Linked DNA regions of Zea mays: region 2 is linked to region 1. The links are chromatin contacts, called in public HiChIP or PLAC-seq maps. All regions are on one chromosome and are shown on one strand. The core of a region is the stretch at or near the end of the contact, and the rest is flanking DNA. Distances in the headings are between cores, read along the strand shown. Region 1 holds the start of LOC109939172 (sugar transporter ERD6-like 6). Region 2 holds the start of LOC100304080 (solute carrier family 2, facilitated glucose transporter member 8).

The links. HiChIP or PLAC-seq counts read pairs in DNA pulled down with a chosen protein or histone mark.
Region 2: an H3K4me3 HiChIP or PLAC-seq map of leaf shows a contact between it and region 1, with 8 times the contacts expected there. The contact joins the promoter of LOC100304080 here to the promoter of LOC109939172 in region 1. A contact is called at or near these places in 11 of 25 Hi-C or Micro-C datasets (bundle sheath, ear, endosperm and 4 more) and 2 of 3 datasets of contacts at active chromatin or transcription factors (leaf and seedling).

Annotation. Positions count from the first base shown.
Region 1 is chr8:72,675,166-72,681,914 of Zm-B73-REFERENCE-NAM-5.0, forward strand. It overlaps LOC109939172 (sugar transporter ERD6-like 6), which reads left to right and starts at 2,933. Exons shown (of 18, transcript XR_004851970.1): 1 at 2,933-3,831; 2 at 3,950-4,039; 3 at 5,484-5,543; 4 at 5,638-5,703; 5 at 5,903-5,968; 6 at 6,061-6,136; 7 at 6,341-6,405; 8 at 6,498-6,590; 9 at 6,743-6,749.
Region 2 is chr8:72,939,590-72,946,338 of Zm-B73-REFERENCE-NAM-5.0, forward strand. It overlaps LOC100304080 (solute carrier family 2, facilitated glucose transporter member 8), which reads left to right and starts at 3,961. Exons shown (of 17, transcript NM_001165581.3): 1 at 3,961-4,464; 2 at 4,578-4,667; 3 at 5,381-5,440; 4 at 5,546-5,611; 5 at 5,834-5,899; 6 at 6,015-6,090; 7 at 6,295-6,359; 8 at 6,463-6,555; 9 at 6,720-6,749. The coding sequence starts at 4,180.

The DNA of each region.
Region 1 (6,749 bases), core at 1,683-4,182:
TCTAGGCGACTTTCACTATCTCTAGTCGTCGTGGTTTAAAGGTACGCGGTTGTTGCGGGTCTTGAGTATGATCGAACCGTCCGCTGGAATTCTCCGGATCGTCCGGCGTGGTCTCGGACCGTCTGCGCCTGTGCATCGGACCGTCCAAGATGCGCAGCATGGGCTCCTACTTCTGCCCCTTGGTCTGCGCTTGCCCCCTAGTGCTGGAGGTCGTGATGATCACCTTAAGAGTCTCCCCTCCATCGGGAGTCTTCTCGGCCACCACTTTTCTGCAAGAAATTTTATGATTCCCATCTATCTCTCTTGTGTTGCCGATGATTATCTCTTTGTCTTTGCCCTTATCGGCTGTGTTTGGCCGAACCAGGATCCTGTTGCCCTCAAAATCGATCATGTTCATCGGAAAGGGCTCCGTGTCCACCTGCATTTCCTGAAATTTCAATCGTCCTTCGTTAATGGCCGATTGAATCTGTCGACGGAATACATTACAATCATTAGTGGCATGAGAAAATGAGTTATGCCACTTGCAGTATGCACGGCGTTTCAGCTCGTCGACGGATGGAACAGTGTGATTTATTCTAATGTTGCCATTTTTGAGTAATTCATCAAATATTTTATCACATTTACCGACATTAAATATAAACTTAACCTCCTCTTGCCGTTTCTTTTGAACCGGCTGCAAGTTTGGCCTGTTTTGGCCAAACCATTTCAGCCGCGTATACCTCTGCTGATTCGTCATCCGAGCTACTCTGGTCGCACTCTACTATATGCACATTGTGACGAATTGTTTTAGTAGTTTCTTTGCTCCAGCTCTCACAAGCCAAAGCTCTTTGATGTAATTGTGCTAGCGTAAAGAACTGGATACCTTCTATTCTTTCTTTTAAATAATATCATAGTCCATTGAAGGCTAATCCTGCTAGCTGTTTTTCCGCTAATTGTATTTGGAAGCATCGGTTTCTTGTATCCCGGAATCTCCGGATATAGTCATTAACCGATTCGTCTTTCCCCTGTCGCAAGGCCACTAGGTCTACCAAATCTAACTCATAGTCACCGGAGAAAAAGTGGTCATGAATTTTTTGTTCTAACTCCCCCCATGACAAAATAGAATTAGGAGGTAAAGTGGCGTACCATGCGAACGCGGTTCCTATTAAAGATAATGAAAATAAACACACGCGAAATGCTTCTGTGTCGGCCAATTCTCCTAATTCTTGGTCACCCGAAATTTTTGCGAATTCGGGTATCCTGGTGCCCTGGGGGTATGGGTGGTGATCAAATCGGCTGTCATAAGGTTTCTGATATGATTGCCCCCCAGACACCATGCTTACTCCGATCTTATCTTGGAACGCCCCGGCTATTTCCTCCCTCACTATATCGATGGCAGCCGGTGGGAGACCACCGACTCTCTAGTTAAACATAGGTGGGGTTGGCTGGATATTAGCATGTTGTCTTTCCCCCCATTGGTTTGAGCTATGTGGTGCATTGCCATTTACCCTATCTGGCTCATAGGATTGATCGTTTCTTTCCGGCCTTCTAGGCGGGGCTAGAAAGTTCTCCTGGGCTCGGGATTTTGTATTAATGGGCTGATGCATTGCATAGTGTGATGGGAAGTGTTGCTGGGACGGGTGAGAATTCAGGTAATAATCCTTCTCAAAAAACTCATGTACGGACTGTCCGGACATGTACCCGGACCGTCCGTGATTATATGCGGACCGTTTGTCATTGTATGCGGACGGTCCGACCTGGTAGTTTAGATTCTGTGTCATATGTTGTGGCTCGGGTGCATGCTGGGTAACTCATTAAAAATGGGCCCGGCCGTTGCTGGCCCGGACGGTCCGCGCTCACGTGCGGACGGTCCGGGCATGTGCAGATCGCTTGATTTACTGTCGATTTGTGGTTGCTCAGGGTATGTGTCCATCGACATCCCATAAAGGGGTTGTAACTGGTCGTGACAACCTATAGCCGATGTATTACGCGTGTTACCCTATAATTCAACCTCGTGCGAAGGAAAATTTGCGATACTAGATTTATCAAATGCACGTACTAGTCTCCTATAATCGTTTTGCATACCCCTATGATATTTTGCATTTGTTCTCGTTGTTCATCTACATAATTCTTAAGAGATTGTAGCTCGTTTGTATTACTTACATTGGGTCGGAGCGAAGCCGGATCCGTCGCCCGTTGTCGGACGACTTTATTGTTCCTGTCCACCTTGAAGTTAGCCAAAAACTTCGCTTTTGCCTCTTGTATCAGATGCTCCTTGTGCTCCTCGAACTGGAGTTGTTCGTCAGCCGGCAAGGTTTCCCAAGTCGGCTCTATAATGTTGTTGGGGGAGACTTCAGAACTATCCATTGAACCGGCCATTGAGGGCCGATTTGATAGGTCTAGATGTGTGTTCCCCAGCGGAGTCGCCAAAAAGTATGTTGACACTTTTTTCGGGCGCCAATCACTCAACACGAACCAGCGGCGGTGCTCTCTGCACAGGGGCGGACGGTGCGGCCTGGTGCGAGGCTAGGATTTCCTGCCTGACGACTGGACGGTCCGCGCCCTGGGACCGGACGGTCCGCGCGTGCGCAAGGGCGGCGGAAGATCGTCGGTGGCGCCTGGATCTCGCTCTCAGGAGGGACCCTGTCGGGGAGGAGAGATCCTAGGTGATGTATAGGCTCGGCAGGCCGACCTAGACTTCTCTAATTGACGTAGAGTCGAAGAGAAGCGAAGAATTTGAAGATTGTAAGACTAACCTAGAACAGAGTAGAACTACTCCTAAGAATAAATGTAAATTGTATTGATTGAGGGTTCGATTGATTGATTAAATTGGCCGTATTTCTCTACTTTTATAGAGAAGAGGGGCTGGATCGTTACCAACAAAATTCCAAGCTTATTCCGAGGAAACTCAGAACCCTAATTTATTCTGCGCTTGCGCGGACCATCCGGTCCAAATCGGGACACTCATTTTGGCACCCAACAGTACGCAAGTCAGCGGCTGCGAGGGCAAGGACGGCGGCAGGAAGCAGAGGAGAGGAGCGCGAGGAAGCAAGTGTAGATGGCGTCGACAGCGGAGGTCTCGAGCTGCTTGCTGATAGAGGATGGAGCGCGCGAGGGAGTGGAACGGAGGGGGAGGCGGCGAAGGTGGGGATCTCACTGGAGGCAATGACCGTGGCGAGAAGGGAGTCGCCGACTAGGCAAGGCGTCCAGGAGGCCGGACGCCGAGTCCTGTCGCCTCGCCTCGCCTGTGACAGTGACAGTAGTCACAGTGCCGAGAAACGGCAAAACAACACGGCCAACATGACATGTGGATGATGAGCTGGTAGTCATGTCCAGCTCAGCTCAGAAATGGGACCCCGGCGAGACCTGCCGCCTATCACGAGTTTCACGACGGCGACTCGGCTTGCCCATTCAATGGAGGTGGTGGGTCTCCCCCGTTTCGTCTCCTGCCATTCGTCCTCCTCCTCCCCTGTCTCTCTCTCCATCCATCCAATCCCACCTGGAGAAAAACGAGACAAATCAAATCTCGCCGCGAGTTGGGCGCTGAGCGCGGGCGCCATGGCGAGCAACAGCGCGCCCGGCGCCGGCTACGAGTGCGGCAGCGACAACGACGGCGGGCTGCACAAGCCGCTGCTGCCCAACAGCGGGAGCTGCCAACGGACGGGGTCGCGCCAGCCCAGCCTCAACGCCGCCGGCACCTCCTCCAGGGCCGTCCTGCGCGAGTCCCACGTCTCCGCCTTCCTCTGCACGCTCATCGTCGCGCTCGGCCCCATCCAGTGCGGCTTCACAAGCGGCTACTCCTCGCCGACGCAGGACGGCATCATCCGGGACCTCAACCTCTCCATCTCCGAGGTACCTCCTGGCTGCAGTTTCTACGTCCTAACGCTAGCTTTGTCTTCACGCTCGGCTCGGCGCGTTCGTCTCAAAATCAAACGAACAAATAATTGATGGAGCTCCGTCGCCTCCCCAGTTCTCGGCGTTCGGTTCGCTGTCCAACGTGGGCGCCATGGTCGGGGCGATCGCCAGCGGCCAGATGGCCAAGTACATTGGCCGGAGAGGGGTGAGAAACAACTCTGCTTTCTTCATTTTTCTACGACTTGTTTCCTTGCAAATGTCTCAGAAAATTGTTCTGTCAGTTTCGTGGTCTATGCTGCTCGGGCCCATTTTTGGGTGGGTGGTTTTGATGACTCTGTGCAGAGAGGGTCGACAGCACCACTGGCCACTATCCACTACTTAAATTTATCACGTTTTCTATATTTAATATGCCTAAATTTTAAAGATGATTTCAAGCAACACCTTTATACCACCAATAAATTGTTATTTTTGCGATTTTTATTTGTCTTTTGTGGCATTGTATATCAATTTCTTATTCTTGTCTGACTACAGAAATGATTGTAAACTATTATTTGTTTTTATGCCAACATAAATAAGATTTTGAAGGGTTTGTGGTTTTGTCCGGTGGAGTTTTTATTCACGGAACCAAAAATCACAGACTGTATCTACAGAAACTGCAATTTTAAATTTTAATTTAGGGGGTGTCTAGTTACAACCCAGCTAAACTTTAACCCTTTAACCTCAAATGTTTGAATGATAGTTACGGATACAAATATAATTTAATTATAAAACAAATTACACAAATAAAGAATAAAAGATTATACAAATTTATTAAACCTAATTAAGCCTATATTTAATATTTATAATTCATATTCAAACCTTTGATGTGACAAGAATTAAAATTTAGTTCGGGAACGAAACACCTCTTTAATTAGAGTGTAGACTTAAGTGCCCTGAACAAGAAAAAACTAGAGTAGAGTAAATGCTGTTTGGTTGCGTAAAGGTAACACACACGTCAAAGGAAGAGAATCAAAGATTACGCGCTTTTTGGTCCGTCATAAGAAAACGATTACATGATTCTTCTTTTTTCTGTTCATTCATCCGTGGTAACGGGAAACCTAATCAGTTAACGACCAGATCGGCTGTGATAGATTTACTGAATCTTGGGATCAGTTACCCTGCTATCACTTCACGATGTGATTGGATCACGCTTTGAAAGATGCTCGAACCATGTAATCATTTAGCCTAAGATGATGTTTGGTTCACGTATTGTAACATAAATGGTAACGGTAATGATTTACACTTAAGGGCTAGTTTAAGAGCCACAAAACTGGAGGGGATTAGAGGGGCTAAAATCCCCTCCTTATTCAGTGATCGCGGTAATAACTTTGAATAGATTGGTTTCAATTTCTAGTGTGGTATCTGATTACGGTTATACTCAAACAAACATGATTTAATGTTTTATGTTACCATTCATATTCCAAATATGTGAACCAAACAGTACTTTAAAAGACAACAAAAATAACTTTGAATAGATCGGTATCAGTTTTTAGTGTGGTATCTGATTATGGTTAGACTCAAATAAACATGATTTAATGTTATCTGTTACCATTCACGTTACAAATATGTGAACCAAACAGCACCTAACTAGCTTGGTTACTGTTTCGCAGTCATTGATTATTGCAGCGGTTCCGAACATCATGGGCTGGCTTGCAATCTCCTTCGCGAAAGTATGGTGCTAAGTGTGTCAGTTTATTCCCACTCATTGCTTCACAAATGACAACATCGGCCTTGATGGCTGTCGATGTATGGTCTGCTCTGCAGCACACTTCGTTTCTGTACATGGGACGATTGCTTGAAGGATTTGGTGTCGGTGTCATTTCCTATGTGGTATGTATAATAAAACTTCATGCCTGGTTATGTCTTGAGAGTATGAGTACTTGTGCTTTTTAACCTATGATATGTCATCATTTTTAGACAAAATGATCTAAGGCCCAGGAGGCTCGCCTGCAGCTAAGATTTTGCTTGCATAACAGTCGTTCCCGTAGTTATATCAGCTAATTTTGGTCTGTGAATTCTGGGCCACCAGGTACCGGTATACATAGCAGAGATATCTCCTCAGAACATGAGAGGAGCTCTTGGCGCTGTGAACCCGGTTTGTTCATACCCACAAGCATTTAATCTTTTCTTGAAGCAAGCACTTGACTTGATTATGCCAACCTCACTGTGTAATTGGTCATTCTACAGTTGTCTGCAACATTTGGTGTCATGTTTGTCTATGTGCTTGGCTTGTTTTTTCCTTGGAGGCTTCTTGCATTAATAGGTAACGTGGCTAAACCCTGGACCCTGGTACATTAGTAAACCTGCTGCTGCTACTACTCTTACTTTGCATTTCAACTCTGATATTTTAACTCACATGGTCAGCAACTCTTATAACATATTTTTTGCATAGTATAGATGTAGTAGGCAAATATTTTGTTTTAGGCCCTTTTATTGTATCATAAAGTGTGTGATGCCACACTTGTAGGAACGTTGCCCTGCTTATTTTTGATACCTGGCCTATTCTTCATTCCGGAATCTCCAAGATGGCTGGTATATACACACACACAAGATGGATAATGAACTCTAAATAATTATGCAAAATTGCAATTTCCAATGCCCGTTTCTCCACCTTATATTTGTAGGCAAGGATGAATAGGATGGATGATTGCGAGACTTCTCTACAAGTTCTCAGGGGATTCAATGCTGACATCACTGCAGAAGCTAATGATATAAAGGCGTGCACTTTACTTTCATTCATTTAGACTGATTGAATACTGTTTATTTGAATAGTCTTCACTTTGTGTATTATTATCTTTAACATTTGGCATATGTCTCTATGTACTTCATTCTGATGAAATCAGTTGGATCCACTTTTAGCTCTATGCAGATAGCTG
Region 2 (6,749 bases), core at 2,711-5,210, 270 kb after region 1:
CTCTTCCGGCTGCCTCGGTGGGAGGTGGCACCGGAAGCAGCGCCGAAGCCACTCAGGCCGGAGAGCCAGACACGCGGCAGCTGCCAGCGCCACGAACGGCGAACGCCCTTCCCCTCGATCACTGAGGGAAGGAGCGGGCCGCTGTCCGCGCGGAGACAGGCCCCAACTCGGCGCACTCCCCTCCCCAGCACTGATGATGAACATCCTTGAAGCTGAGGGAGGGGCGGAGGCCGCAGCCCGGTTTGCTTCTCCCCACCATCGAACTGGTGGTCACCGTCTTGGGTGACCGCCGGCGAGGGGATGCAGTCGGGCTGCCTTATGAAAATCCTTGAAGCCGAGCGATGGCTGAAAGGTACCAACTTCCGCGAAGTTGCGTTCCTCCAACGACAGCAAGACGAAAGCAACGCGAGCGCTCCCCATCCGGGGGCTCGGAAGGTGGAAGGACGCGATACATGGAGTGCGAAGACATGGTCGCCATCCAAGGGGGTCGCCCTCCTTTTAAAGGCGACTCTCCCCACTTGCGTCCTCAGCCGGCGCGGACTGACTCTTCTCCAACACGCTCCAAGGTCCTCCCCCTACGACACGGGGGCTGGGTCCCACGCATCATGCAAGATGGCCCAGGACAGAAGGTGCCAAACCGCCGCGCGCGGAGCACGCAACTGTCCAGCTGTTACAAGCACTCCTCCACTTTTGCCCAGGCCAGCGGGTAAGAGGGCGGACCGCCATGCAGGCGGCATGCAACCGCACCAAGGGGGCGCACCCTTTTGACTTCGACGCGTCCAGCATGGAGGCCCAGGCCCACACGTCATGTAACCGGCGCGCCGGTTACCACGTGCGAGAAACTGCACCGCCACTCGCGCCAGTACCGCACCTCCTCGACTGCGGAAGCGGTGCCGCGACTCGAGGCGACCCTGCTCATGACCCGACAGTGCCGATCGAGCACATCGGTCACGGGTCAGTCAGCCGCGGGAGAAGGCGCGACGGTCGATACGGCCAGAAATGGGCCGACAGTAATGGCGGTGGCAGGCGGGCGGAAGCAGCGGTCAAGTCGTCTGCAGGCTCACGTCCCCTCCTGGGACAGCGAGAGGGCCCTCTCCCATGGAGTGAAGATGACGCGCCCGTGTTCCGTTCCTCGAACGGCTCGCACACGCACAACGGCTGCCCCGCGAACCACTCGTCCCGTCGCATTAACTCTGCGGCAGGACAGGCGACACCTTTGGCAGGCGAAGCAGGCGACGCTTCACCTCCGCCATGATGACTGTGTCAAAAAAGGTGTGCCACGTCATTCGATTTTGTATCCTTTTCCACTTCCTCTTTCTCTCTCTTGCTACAGGGACTGGAAAAGGGGATACTCCGAAAGGGATCCTTCTCCGCGAAGGAAGCGGGCCCCGAGCCCCCCTACTGATCAGAGGTTCGAAGGCTGGCCCCTCGGAAGGGTTCAACAGCCGCCTCAGAGCACTCGGGCTCCGCGCCCACTACTGGTCAGAGGTTCGAAGGCTGGCCCCTCGGAAGGGTTCAACGGCCGCCTCAGGCCACTCGGGCTCCGCGCCCACTACTGATCAGGGGTTCGTAGGCTGGCCCCCGAAGGGTTCGACAGCCGCCTCAGAGCACGCAGAGTGAGGGATGACCCTGGGTACGTTCGATACATAACCGAGGCTCGGGCTACGCTCCCGAGGTACCCTAGAACATTTCCGAGACCAACGGGAACGATTTTGTAACGGAATCCCACCAGAGGGAGGCGTCGAGCCCTTGGACCCCGTCAAAAGGGGACCGGGTCCGGCGAATCACCCGCAGGTACTTTTGGAGCGCGCCTCCGGGCCACTAGCCGACCCCTAACTAATGGGGCACGGGCGTCCACTCGGATCACCCGTTAGCAACTCACTGGAGACACCATGTTCGGCGCCCTCTGAGGGCAACATGGCGCTTTCCCCCCTCCTTGCGGAAAGGCGACGCAAGGGCGTATGAAAAAAGCCGAGTCTGTCCTTGACCGTCCTCTCGCTCTGTGCGGAGGCTCGGGGATGCTCTCGCAAACCCGGCTCCGGCCAAACCGTTGACAGCGTCAACATACTAGCCCGAGAACTTGGGACCTGACTAAGCACCCGGGCTACGGCCAGTTCGCATGAGGGAACAACCGAACCGGCCGAGCCATCACGAAAGGCATTAAAACCTCGAAGGAGTCAAAACACTCCTCCGAGGCCTCGGGGGCTACACACGGCGGGTGCGCTCGCTCGCACCCCCCGGAACGAAATGCAACCGAGAAAGGCCGGTCCCCTTGCAAAAAAGTGCGACAAAAGCCTCTAAGCGAGTGCCAACACTCCCTTTGAGGCTCGAGGGCTCGTGTCGGGGACCATAATTAGGGGTACCCCCAAGACTCCTAATCTCAGCTGGTAACCCCCATCAGCACAAAGCTGCAAAGGCCTGATGGGCGCGATTAAGGTCAAGGCTCAGTCCACTCAAGGGACACGATCTCGCCTCGCCCGAGCCCAGCCTCGGGCAAAGGCAGCCGACCCCGGAGGATTCACGTCTCGCCCGAGGGCCCCCTCAAGCAACGGACACACCTTCGGCTCGCCCGAGGCCCAGTCTTCGCAGAGAAGCAACCTTGGCCAGATCGCCACGCCAACCGACCGTATTGCAAGAGCATTTAATGCGAGGATCGCCTGACACCTTATCCTGACGCGCGCTCTTCAGTCGACAGAGACGAAGTGACCGCAGTCACTTCGCCGCTCCACTGACCGACCTGACAAGAAAACAGCGCCGCCTGCGTCGCTCCGACTGCTGTGCCACTCGACAGAGTGAGGCTGACAACAGCTAAGTCCAGCCTCGGGCGCCATAGGAAGCTCCGCCTCGCCCGACCCCAGGGCTCAACCTCGACGCTGGACGACGGACTCCGCCTCGCCCGACCCCAGGGCTCGGACACAGCCTCGGCCTCGGAAGATGTACTTCGCCTCGCCCGACCCCAGGGCTCGGACTCAACCACGACTTAGAAGACGGAGAACTCCGCCTCGCCCGACCCCAGGGCTCGGACTCAGCCTCGGCTCCGGAAGACGATGGACTCCGCCTCGCCCGACCCCAGAGCTCGGACTCGACCTCGACCTCGGAGGAGCCTCCGCCTCGCCCGACCTAGGGCTCGGACCGACCACGTCATAGGGGGGCCATCATTACCCTACCCCTAGCTAGCTCAGGCTACGGGGAACAAGACCGGCGTCCCATCTGGCTCGCCCGGGTAAACAAATAATGATGGTGCCCCGCGTGCTCCATGACGACGGCGGCTCTCAGCCCCTTACGAAAGCAAGGAGACGTCAACAAGGATTCGATAGTCCCGACAGCTGTCCTTCCACAGGGCCCAAGCGCTCCTCCGACGGCCACGACATCACATGAACAGGGTGCCAAAACCTCTCCGACTGCCACGACGGCATGTACTTAGGGCTCTAGCTCCTCTCTGCTAGACACGTTAGCACACTGCTACACCCCCATTGTACACCTGGACCCTCTCCTTACGCCTATAAAAGGAAGGTCCAGGGCTCTTGTACGAGAAGGTTGGCCGCGCGGGAGAACGGGCCGACGCATAAGGCTCTCTCTCTCCCACGCGAACGCTTGTAACCCCTACTGCAAGCGCATCCATCCGCCCTGGGCGCAGGACAACACGAAGGCCGCAGGTTTCCCCTTACTATTCTCCCCCTTTGTGTCTCGTCTCGCGCCGACCCATCTGGGCTGAGACACGCAGCGACAATTTACTCGTCGGTCCAGGGACCCCGGGGGTTGAAACGCCGACCGCCAACATGCGGCCCACTCGTCGGAGACTGAATGGATGGGAGAGGCATAACCATGGTGCACGCGGTCTACACTAAAGTCTTATAGAGTAGTAGAGATTATATTATGTTTTAGTTATATTTTATATTTAAAGTACCGTGAGGTGAGGGTTGTACTTAAAAACTAGCCAAGCGGCCAAGCGGCGGTTCTGCGCTCTGACATTCGCCTCGGCCTCTCTCGGCCGGCCTCTTCGTTTCCTCCTCCCAGCCGACCGGCCAGCCAGCCAGACCCACCCACCGCCGATCCCCACGCAAGGGGAACAGGAGAGGAAACAAACCCAGCCTCGTACGCGGAAGGCCTGCCTGGTGATCGACGATCGTCGTGCTCGTGGTGGCGGGTCCGGCGTGCGAGCGAGCGAGCGCGGCGCGCATGGCGAGCGACGGCGACCACGGCGGCGCGCTGCAGAAGCCGCTCTTGCCGAAGGCGCCCAGGAGCGGGGGCTGGTTCCGGAAAGGTACGAGCACGGCGCGCCTCGGCGCCGCCGCTGCCGGCACCTCGTCCAAGGCCGCAGCGCTGCGGCCGCCGCACCACGTGCCCGCGCTACTCTGCACGCTCGTCGTCGCGCTCGGCACCGTCCAGTTCGGCTTCACCAGCGGGTACTCGTCGCCGGCGCAGGACGGCGTCACGCGGGACCTCGACCTCTCCATCTCCGAGGTACCTACCTGTACTGTACCTCCTGGCTGCAGCCTCTGCGCCGTGCCTGGCTTCACGATCGGCCTCAAAACCGAACGAGCAAACAACTGACGGAGCTCCGTCGCCCCCCGCAGTTCTCGGTGTTCGGCTCGCTGTCCAACGTGGGCGCCATGGTCGGGGCGATCGCCAGCGGCCAGATGGCCAAGTACGTTGGCCGCAGAGGGGTGAGAACCGAAACCACAGCTCTGCTTCTTCTTTTTTTTTTTCATTTTCTACGACCTTGTTTCCTCGCCGTGCAGAGAGAGAGAGAGAGAGAGAGAGAGAGAGAGAGAGAGAGAGAGAGAGAGAGAGAGAGAGAGAGTTAACAGTAGATTAGACTAAGACTGAGGTGCTGTTTGGTTGCGTAATGCGCAGGTTAAGCGCATAATCTTACCCCGCTACTCCCTACCCGCACACACTGTTTGTTGTTTGGTGGTCTATGATGCCCGTACCTTTTTTTTTTGGGTGTGTTTCTGATGACTCTGTGCAGAGGATTGACAGCACTGCTGGCCACATACTTAAAATTTAATCAGAGTTTATACCAAAGTCAAAAAAACACTAGAGTAGAGTAAGAACTTTTGGTTGCGTAAAGGAAACGCGCACGTCAAGGGATGGACTACGCGCTTTTTTAGCCAGTCATAATAAAAGAAAACGATTCCAAGGTCTCCCTATCCGCGGTGACAAGAAAACTCAATCAGTTAGACTGAGCTTTTCATCGGACGTCTATCCCACCGTCAGTAACATTTCGCACACGCCTTAACGATAACGACCAGGCAAGACAGAGCTGGTTTCACTGCAGACGCTTCCATCGATGGAAGAAGAGACGTTTCGTGCTGAAGCTTCGGTGCTAGCTCTCTTCTACACTAACTGCTAGCTCTGCTTGGTAACTCTTTCGCAGTCACTGATGATTGCGGCGGTTCCGAACGTCATGGGCTGGCTCGCGATCTCCCTGGCAAGGGTATGTCGCTAGTCGCTACTACGTGTGTCGGTTTATCTCCACTCGTTGTCTTCACAGATGACAGCATCGGCTTTGATGGCCGTCAATGTCTGCTCTGCTCTGCAGGACACTTCGTTTCTGTACGTGGGGAGGTTGCTGGAAGGATTCGGTGTCGGCGTCATCTCCTACGTGGTTAGTACTGTGATAAAACTCCATGCCTTGCCTGGTTATATATTATGCGTGCCTTGAGACTACAAGCACTGCCGCTTTTGTGTTTCTTTTAAGCTGGTCTAGTTCTAGACAGACTGATCCATCCCTAGCAGCAAGGTCATTTTCATCGGCATAAGAACAATGGGAGCATGGACACTGGTCACATCATCAGCTAACTTTGGTCTGTGGGTTTTGTGCCACCAGGTGCCGGTATACGTAGCAGAGATATCTCCTCAGAACATGAGAGGAGCTCTTGGCGCCGTGAACCCGGTTCGTTCGCACCCACAAGCGTCTTATCTTTTTTTTTCCTCCCTCCCTCATGATGAGAAACACTTCTTGCTTTTCTTTATGCTGACGTCACTGTGTGCAATTGTTCACTCTGCAGTTGTCTGCAACCTTTGGTGTCGTGTTTGCCGATGTGCTTGGCTTGTTTTTTCCTTGGAGGCTTCTTGCGTTAATAGGTAATGAAACCCTGATGCATTAATAAACCTGATGCTGCTGCTCTTAGCTTGCGTTTCAACTCTCTGATCTGATATCTTAGCTCGCACGATCAGCAACTCCTAAAGAGCTCAGATAGTACAGATGCAGTAGACGAATGTTTTTGGAATTCAGTCCCTACTCGAGATAATTTCTGTCGTGAAGCGTGTGAAATGCCACACTTGCAGGAACCTTGCCCTGCCTACTGTTGATACCTGGACTGTTCTTCATTCCGGAATCTCCAAGATGGCTGGTACACACACACACACACACACAAAAAGCTGGATAATGAACTCTGAATGATCATTGCCAGATTGCAGTCTCCAATGCCCGTTTTTTGCCCCTTGTATCCATAGGCAAGGATGAATATGATGGATGAGTGCGAGGCTTCTCTACAAGTTCTGAGGGGGGTGGACGCTGACATCACTGTAGAAGCGAATGATATAAAGGCACGCACCTGCTTCCACTCATCTAGAATGGATGGATACAGCTTATTTGAAAACAGTCTTCACTCTGTATCATTACTACTATTTCCTTCAACATTTGGTGCATGGCTCCATGTGCTTCATTCTTGTGGAATCGGAGGTGGGATCAACTTTTTAATTTTATGCAGATAGCTGTAGCATCGGCAAACAAAAGTGGT